Regions from separate parts of the Rattus norvegicus genome. Here region 2 is linked to region 1. Evidence: chromatin contacts called from public Hi-C data. All regions are on one chromosome and are shown on one strand. Each heading gives the region's core, a stretch centred on a gene start, on an enhancer-like site or on the middle of the called end of the contact. The rest is flanking DNA. Distances are from core to core; before and after follow the strand shown.

Evidence for each region. A called contact is a pair of places that touch in the nucleus more often than the background predicts.
Region 2: a Hi-C map of psoas muscle shows a contact between it and region 1, with 3 times the contacts expected there. The contact joins two enhancer-like sites. A contact is called at or near these places in 2 of 12 Hi-C or Micro-C datasets (Schwann cells and psoas muscle).

The regions. Positions count from the first base shown.
Region 1 is chr3:109,620,622-109,624,931 of GRCr8, reverse strand. Cd44 (CD44 molecule) reads left to right here. Exons shown (of 19, transcript NM_012924.3): 17 at 1,082-1,153; 18 at 3,133-3,211. Among named protein-coding and RNA genes, the nearest start is that of Cd44, 77 kb to the left of the region's middle. Within about 2 kb of position 1,536, at least 5 of the 93 cell types and tissues checked have an H3K27ac peak or open chromatin away from gene starts, as enhancers often do.
Region 2 is chr3:109,689,272-109,693,602 of GRCr8, reverse strand. All of the region lies in intron 1 of Cd44 (CD44 molecule), which reads left to right. Among named protein-coding and RNA genes, the nearest start is that of Cd44, 8.0 kb to the left of the region's middle. Within about 2 kb of position 1,257, at least 4 of the 93 cell types and tissues checked have an H3K27ac peak or open chromatin away from gene starts, as enhancers often do.

The DNA.
Region 1 (4,310 bases), core at 287-2,786:
GTCTATTTGGCTTTCATATCCCAAGTCATAGTACACTAAAGAAAGTCAGGGCAGGCACCTGGAGGCAGACACTGAGGCAGAAGCCATGTAGGAATGCTTCTTGTAGCTTGCTCTCCATGGACTGCTCAGCTTGAATTCTTATACCGCCCAGGACCACTTGTCTGGGGGTGGCACTACCCTGGTGAGCTGGGTTCTGCCATATCAATCATCAAGAAAGTTCACCCACAGATTTACTTATCTGATGGAGGCATTTCCTCATTCAAAATTCCCTCTTCACAGATGACTTGGGCTTGCTTGTATCAAGTTGACAAAAACTGACCGGCACAATTTGCATGTAAATTTTAGACTAACTTTGGACTTTCTGAGGCATATAAATACATTAGGGATACTATTAAAATGAAGATGTTGTTTCTAGAGGTCTTGAGTGTTGCTTGAGATTTTTGTATTCATAGCAAGCTACCTAGTGAGGGGGTACTGTTCGTCTTGGTATGTACCACCGTTTGTAGAACTAATAATACATACAACTACTACTGTCATATACTTCTTTTTTTTTTTTTTTTTTGGTTCTTTTTTTCGGAGCTGGGGACCGAACCCAGGGCCTTGTGCTTCCTAGGCAAGCACTCTACCACTGAGCTAAATCCCCAACCCCTGTCATATACTTCTTTAAGCCTCTGTAACATAACAATGAAGTGGTTTCTGTTATGATCCTCACTTTAAATGTGAGAAAACAGCGAGTTAGAGATAATGACTTGGCCAGTCACAAGTTGCTAATAAGAGGCAGAGTTAGGACCTAAACCCAGGGTTGACTAGCTCTGGAGTTCAAGTTCAAACACTCCCCATCACTGTTCCTTGAGACAAAAATAACATTTGTAAGCTTTAGCTTAGTCACAGTGAACTTTCTTGGGAGGTGAGGAGAGATGATATCTTTTGCCTAGCACTTTATAACCATCTGTATCTTGGATCTATTTATAGCTTCTAGTGAGGCAGTGGTTGGAGGGTAGCCCAGCACAATGCTGTGTAAGGAACTCCTGGGTATATATTCCAAACTTGAGCTGAAAGAGCTTGTTGCTTTTCCCCTTAGGACACTCAAGTGGGAATCAAGACAGTGGAGTGACCACAACTTCTGGTCCTGCGAGGAGACCTCAGATTCCAGGTGAGTTTCACACCATGCAGCAAACATTAGATAATTACAGCAAGATTCTCAGAATGTCCTAGACAAGACCTCATCGATGCACATCCGGCTCCCCTGTGCAAGCTTAGGTATAAATAAAAATACTACAGTCTCCCTGTAGTCCTCTCTGTTTTCCCCTTTAGGTACCCATTAGATAGATGAGCTCACACTGAGGCTACCTCAAAGAACTGATGCTATCAGTTACTTAAGCATTTTCCCCCCCATGAACGATGGATCACCCAGAGGACCTCATGGTACACCCAATTCCTTCATAGCTCAACCCAGTTTCCCCTATATTTCTGGGACTGAGATGCAATGTGTCATCCTCTTGCATTGGCAGGCAGGGAGGAGATGCTGATTATCTGGGCTGGCTGGAGTGAAAACATTCCTCCAGTCCTCAAATTACTCTTCCTTGAGGGACAGTCTGCTAATGCAGCCAGAAGAAATGTTTTATAAAGTTTACACATGCAGGGAGGGAGCTTTGACATCTGGCTGTCCCATGCTAAGGGATTTAGCATTTGATGCAATGTCTTCTTTTAGCTTGGGGTTGAAAATGAGTATGTGTAAAGGGGTGGGGGTCGGGGGAAGTCCACAAAGGAAGTTTCCCTTAATGTTCTAAATTATCCTTTTAACCCTTTCTTCAGAGGGCTCCTTTGTCTCAAATTATTGACCACCTGAGGAGGCAGGAGTACAAAGAGGGAGTGGACGTTCAGGGAGGAGTGGGCAGGGGATGGCAGGCTGAATTCAAGCTGGAGAATTCATCTCAGTCTAGTGAGAAAGAATGTGGACTTCTCAGCACTGAAGGCCAGGAAGGGTGAGGGGAGGAAGAACAGAAATGACATCTTCCTGAAAGTGTCCCTGCTTCCTTGAAGTGAACCAAAGGGGATGCACAGTCTGAAGTAAGAGGAAAGTGAGACTTCCAAGGAGAATAGTGGCTGACAGACCCCTGGTTTTCTTCCTTTACAAGCCTTCATTTACCACACACATCTGCAACTGAATCATACAACTTGTCCATCCTGTTGAAGCCAGAGTTTAAAACATGCGCATGAGATTGCATCAATCCATAAGTGGTACAAGATTATCCAGTAAACTTTAGAAACTATAGCTTAGAAAATGGATGGAAATGTCAATCACTGTATCTCATTACCCACACGTGTTAAAGCTACAGTATTAATTGATGTTTTTCCTAATATTGTTTTCAAAGTAATTTATTTCCAAACTGCCACATATGTTGTTTGGCTAATATTTTCTGCCTGTCAGTTCCACTTTCCGTGTCATTAAGTACCTTTCCCTTGAATTATGTAGCACATAACAAAAATGTATGAATCCTGATCTGCTTACTTAATCCCTCACCATTGGACATTAGGTTGGTTTCAATTTTTATTGGTATAAAGCAATATAATGGAGGGAATCACTAAAGCTAACTTTGAGATCCTCTACCTTTTCAGAAGTGTACATGCTAATCAAAAAGCATGAGTAATTTGGAGTTTTTCATCAGTGGAGCCGAATGACTGAAATAAGTAGACTGTACCTCCCTTTTTCTATCCTTACCATGGGAAGATCCTTTTCCCACTAGATTATGAATTCCATCTTGGTTTTGAATGAAATTCAAGGCAGATACTCTCACATAGGCACGGAATGTTTCTGTCAAGAGAAATATAAATTTTCTTTAATCTACTTAACATTTCACCAAAAACATATACAGGCTTCTTGATATCTTTTTTTCTTTTTTGAAACATTTTTATTCTGGAAGAACTACTGATAAAAGGTTAATAAAAGAAGTCTGTCGGATGAACGTTTATAGCAAAGTCTGTCTTAGGATGTTTTAGCTGAGCTGTTGTTCAAACCTCTCTGCAGAGCTGACTGGGGGTTTCATTTAGAGCAGATCAATTTTTAAATTGCATTTTTTATTTCATAACATACGTTGGTGATGCTCACGTATGTCCTTCTCTTCACACCAGAGTGGCTTATCATCTTGGCATCCCTCCTGGCGCTGGCTCTGATTCTTGCCGTCTGCATTGCTGTCAACAGTAGGAGAAGGTAAGAGAGAGTGCCCCTTGCAGCTTTCCACTTCGAAGGGCATGGTGGAACTTGGGTTTTATATCCATGTTACTCAGACTGTAGCCCTTGTAACTGGCAGCTTTGGTAGCCTGGAGCGTGCTAGACCTGTAGGTTTTTTGTTTTGTTTTGTTTTTTGTTTTTTGTTTGTTTGTTTTTTTTTTTGCCTGGCAAGAGTTCCTGCATCAGAGTCTGTATTTTACTAAGATCCCAGGGAGTCCTGCCCATATCATAGTTTAAGAAGCCCTTCTCTGCCCCATTCTTACATGTATGATGCTTTGGAACCCCTCCTTTAAACAGTGGTCAAGTTTTACTGTTCCTTGGTTTTTCATGGTTAAACCCTATGGTGACTATCAGGTGGAAGTTATGAAATAGCTCATTGGGAAGACACATAAAGAATATACTCAGCCATTGACTCACTAAACAAATATTAACTAAGTTCTTGCAAGGCTTAAAATGTTGTATAACAAATCAAGAATTGGCCATCTTCCTTTGGTCATTGGAAACTTATGGAACCTTCTAGAATCTTTGTCCAAAATTGGCATGGGCCCTGTTTTGTTGCTTGTTTCTCTTTAAGGATATTATTTTGCGTTTTATAAAAAATTCGGTTGAAGGGATTCAGGGCATTGCCTATGAAAATCTGTCTCACAGTGAAGTCTATGAAGCACTGATAAACTTTTCTAGGCTAGAGAATCCGTTCAGTACCACAGAAAGGGTAAATGGGCTGTCTTCACACACTTGAAACCTCTCTTTCCCACAGTAACAAAGGCTCTGTATTCTGAAAGTCTTTTACATGGTGTTCATATTTAATTAATTTATAGCCAGCCTCTTAGTAGAGTGCTACCCAAGGTGAAATGAAGGACAATAGAAACACTAGTATCAGGAGATGGGAACTTTAAGCCAGGGCACTCAAAAAAAAATTCTAAGTCTAAATTCCTTCCCAGATGTTTTACAGATTCATTGTTTTTCCTTAAGTGTCTGCTGCAGACATTAAGCTTTTGGTAAATATCCTTTGGGATTGCCTCTTGGAAGGTTGGAGTCTTCTTGCTTAACTAGTCTGCCTTTTCTGTGCCTCTAAATT
Region 2 (4,331 bases), core at 8-2,507, 69 kb before region 1:
CAGACAGACTCAAAGTGGGTGGGGAGGGCTTGAGTCACCAAGGATGTGATTTGCAAAACTCAGGTCCCAAGAACTTTCCTCAAGTCTTCAGCTTTTGAAAGTAAAGGTTAATTGCAAAACCCCAGGGAGGAAGGGAAAGGTCACACGGGCAGATGAGCGGTGATTTTGAACATCTGTACCCTCGGCGATGGCTGGAAGTTAGTGCATTTTAGAGTTCGTACACCGTTTGTATTTGCCTTTTGGTGGCTAACTCTAGGTTTCTGAGTTACCATCAACAATGCTAATAATCATAAACAGAACTGGTTCTCTCTCTCTCTCTCTCTCTCTCTCTCTCTCTCTCTCTTTCTGTTTTCTATAAACTAACTTGTCTAAATTATGCACCAATCTTATGAAAACAGTGCTTTTATTATCCTCTTTTTACAGAGGGAACCAAGGCACAGAATTTAAGGAAATGGGCCAGGGCCACATAGTTGTAAAATAAAGGGACTTGAGATTCAGGTCATCATGTGAGCATAGGTACAGAAAGGGTCCAGAAGAGGGTGTCAGATAGCTTGGATCTGGAGTTACAGGTGACTGTGAGCTACCTGGTATAGTGCTGGGAACTGAACTCTGGGCCTCTGCAAGGACAGTGAGCACTTTTAGCCACTAAGCTATCTCTCCAGCTCACTGTCTTTCATTTTAAAACATGACATCAGAGGAGGAGACTGGACTTGCAAAAGAGAAGGGAAAAGATCATGTAATGGAAACTTTCCTCCATTCGTCCTCTGAGGGGCTCACTTATAAATACCTGAGCAGGAGTCTAGTTCCTTTTCTGTGGTGAGTTTTGGGAGGCGAGTTAATGGATGGTGATGTGTGGTTTTTGTTCCTGGTTGCTTCATTTATTATTTCTCTCCTGGGTGAAGATGGACTTTGATGACTGACGTTTTTCTGTCATCTAAGACTGTGACTTGTGATTAAAGAAAGCTGAGGGAGATATGGGACAAATAAATAAAAACCAAGTACTCCTTGTTTGCTGAAAAGTTTCTGCATCCAGGGTCTTCATTCTACAAATAGGAGTTGATGGAAAAGAAAGGGAAACTGAGACAGGAGTTGGCCAGGAGTTCGGTTTTACATTCAAGGTACAGAGAACTTAAGTTCATGACAGCCACTCTTCCCAGCTCTATAGCAAACCAGGTGACCTGGAATTGGCTTGGTGTGCAGCAAGTAAATGTCACTCAGGCAATAAGATCCTTTTCTCTGGCTATCGCTGGCTGAGAAACAAGTCATTCAGGAAGAGAGGAGGTGAAGCACTTTGGGCACATATGACTCAGTCTGTAGAAAGGGCTGCTTTAATCTAGTGGCAGGAACTCATTCAGGATTTCCCATCTGTTTCAATGTCGTGTGTATCTTTACTATTAAGCGAGTCAGCAGTGCCTTCCAAAAGCATCCACAAGAGCCATGAATGAGGCAGCACCGTTCCTTGTTTCATTTTTTAAAAGGATAATAGTGAAACCTCTTAGCAAATGTTCACCACCATTGGAACTAAGACACCAGGGAGAAAAGAGAGTTTGCATGCACCTGTTTCTTGCCTTTGCCTTTGACAGCCATTTTACTATAATCCAGACCCCATCTCTCTAGGCTCCAGAAACATCAAATAAGTATGTCAAGCACAAATGCTACTAACAACAACTTTACACAATCCAACGAGCTAAGTCTAACAGATATTAGTTCCAACTTGAAGCCTAGAGAGAACTACTTGCTTTGTTTCTATAGCTACCAGAGAGCTGTAGGGGCTCCCCATGGGCAAAGGGAGGACATAGACTGAGGGAAGCCCAAAGACCAGAGGTCATGCATGCATGGATGAGGTTTGGAGTGGAAATCAGCTGGCAGTTTGTCTTGTGTTGCGTCCTCTGTTTTCATGATACCTTAGAGGTTACACTCACTCATTTGGACACTCCTAAGAGCAATCATTCTCCTCTAGTTGTTCATGCTATTGCTGCATTGCCTGATCCTTCATGAGAACTTCAGTTCAGGTGATGCCTCAGTCTGGAAAATGCTTGCCTTAAAAACATGAGGTCCTAAACTCAGTCCTCAGCACCCATGTAAAAACCAAACCAAAACAAAACAAAACAGGTGTGACCATGTGCACTTATAGTCCCAATTCCGGGATGTGGAGATGGGAAGACTGCTGGGGACCTCTGGGCAGCCAACCAAGCCTATTTGATAAGTTCTAAGTCAGTGAGAGGGCCTGTCTCCTCCAGACAGGGTGGGCTACTTCTAAGAAATGACAGGAGGTATCCTCCTGCCTCTGTGTACATATGCACCTGAACACACATATGCATGCATATGCATACATGGGTATACACATATACACAGAAATAATCAAGACTTAATTTAAAAAGAAGTTAAAGTGATGCTCTTTGGTTGTAGCTGTATGACTCCAAAGCTCCCGATGGAAAACCCATGCACTATGAAGTTTTCTGCAAACACCGTAGCTTCCAGCTATTGGCATATTTCCCCAACTATAGTAAGCTCTCATTAAATATTTAGATAGTTAACTGAATAAAACTTCTGGACTTAATCTAGAAGTAATCACCATCATTAACTGAGATTTTGGGGGGTAAGTTCTGACTATCTTATTTTTAATTCTGTCTTTTCTTTTTGGTATCCAGAAAACATTTTCTTCCCTAGTGCTTCTTGAAGGAAATCTCAAACTTCTTGAAGTTTCTTTTCTGGGCACCCTCTTTAGTTTAAGTGGACCTTTCTTAAGGTTTAACATGTCAGGCAAGGCAAGGAGCTTAAAAGGCCCATTAGATTTTGTCCAATAGAGTAGGCTTCTTGATTTCCTTTAGATCTGGCTATGTGTGTGACTCAGTCATCTCAAAACCTGACCTTGTATAAATTCAACCCCCACCATCAAAATCCTACTTTTCGGCAACACGTTGAGATAAAGTGTTGGCTCTTTGGTTCCTACATTAAAAATGTGGGGTGGGGTGGAGAGAGTTGAGTGTCATTTCTTCCCATCAATGGTTTCCAGATCTAGGAGCTGTTCCCTGTAATCAGACAGTTGGTGTGCGAATGAGGAGGTAGTTATTAGGGGAGGTCGGTGCTGAAGACTCCATGGCTGTGAAAGAAGAAAGATCCTAGCTCATTCTCTCTGTGACCCAAGAGCCGGGTGAGCTCAGGCAGTTGTTTGTAGACCAGGATTCAGCTCATGCTTTTGAAAGTCCCACAGCATACAGAAGTGCTCTAAGTATAGAAACAATCCTCTACGTTTCTCTCTGTTACTAAGTCACTATATAATGCCTCACCACACCACTGTCCTCTATTTTCTCCATGTCTGAAAGGAAAGAGACTCTAGGTGATCTCTATAGTCCTTTCCATCCCCCTGCTCTGTAAATTCCCCACTCTGAGCTCACCAATACCCATGCTTCATAAAACTTTGTGGAGAAAATAACACTACTATAATACTGTAACAGAACAGTACCCAAAATGTGATGCACAGTGTGGATTTAATGTCAGCAGTGAATTTTTAATTCATGCCAGAAAGAAGCACAAAGACCCAGTTATACTTCATAAACAGCAGCAGACAAAAGTGAGTCCAAGGAACAAGGACTCTCCCTCCTTGAACACTACCAAATTCTCCCTTCTTGGAAGGGAGCAGATGTTAGCAGTCTGGGACAGAGAAGCTAACAATGTGTCTCAGCCACGCAGCTTCCACTGCAGAAAGCTAGTCCTGGGATCATGGGCAGGATTGGAATGAAACACTGTTTGTTTCAAATGATAATTCAAATAGTATTGCACCAGGAGGTCTGGAAATCCAACGTCTGTGAGAAGAAAGAACTATGTCCTTCACTCAAAGTTTCATGAGCGTGCTGGATTTCTCAATGTCCTTCAAGGAGCCTTTACAGCATGTTAGTACAAAATGATCCATGTACTCGACCAAAGCACCCACTATAATACATGTACCTATTGGCTGCAGCAATGGCTCAGCGGTTAAGAGCACTGGCTGCTCTTCCAGAGGACCCAGGTTCTATTCCCAGCACCTACATGCTAGCTTACAACTGTCTATAGTTTCACTTCTGACCGTCTCTTCTGGTCTCTGAGCATACCCAAGTCAGGCATGGTCCATAGACATTCAGGCAAAGCACTCATACACATAAAATAAAACGATATAACATAGTACATATGATATATATTATACATGCATATGAAACATATACATATAAAACTTAAGCAGGGTACTGTACAAAGATGGCCAGTAAGATGAGTTTACTCCTTTTACCAAGATTCTTGTTTTTCCCGATTCTTGTTAATTTTTTCTTCTGTAAATCCAGAAAAATTCTTGCTTG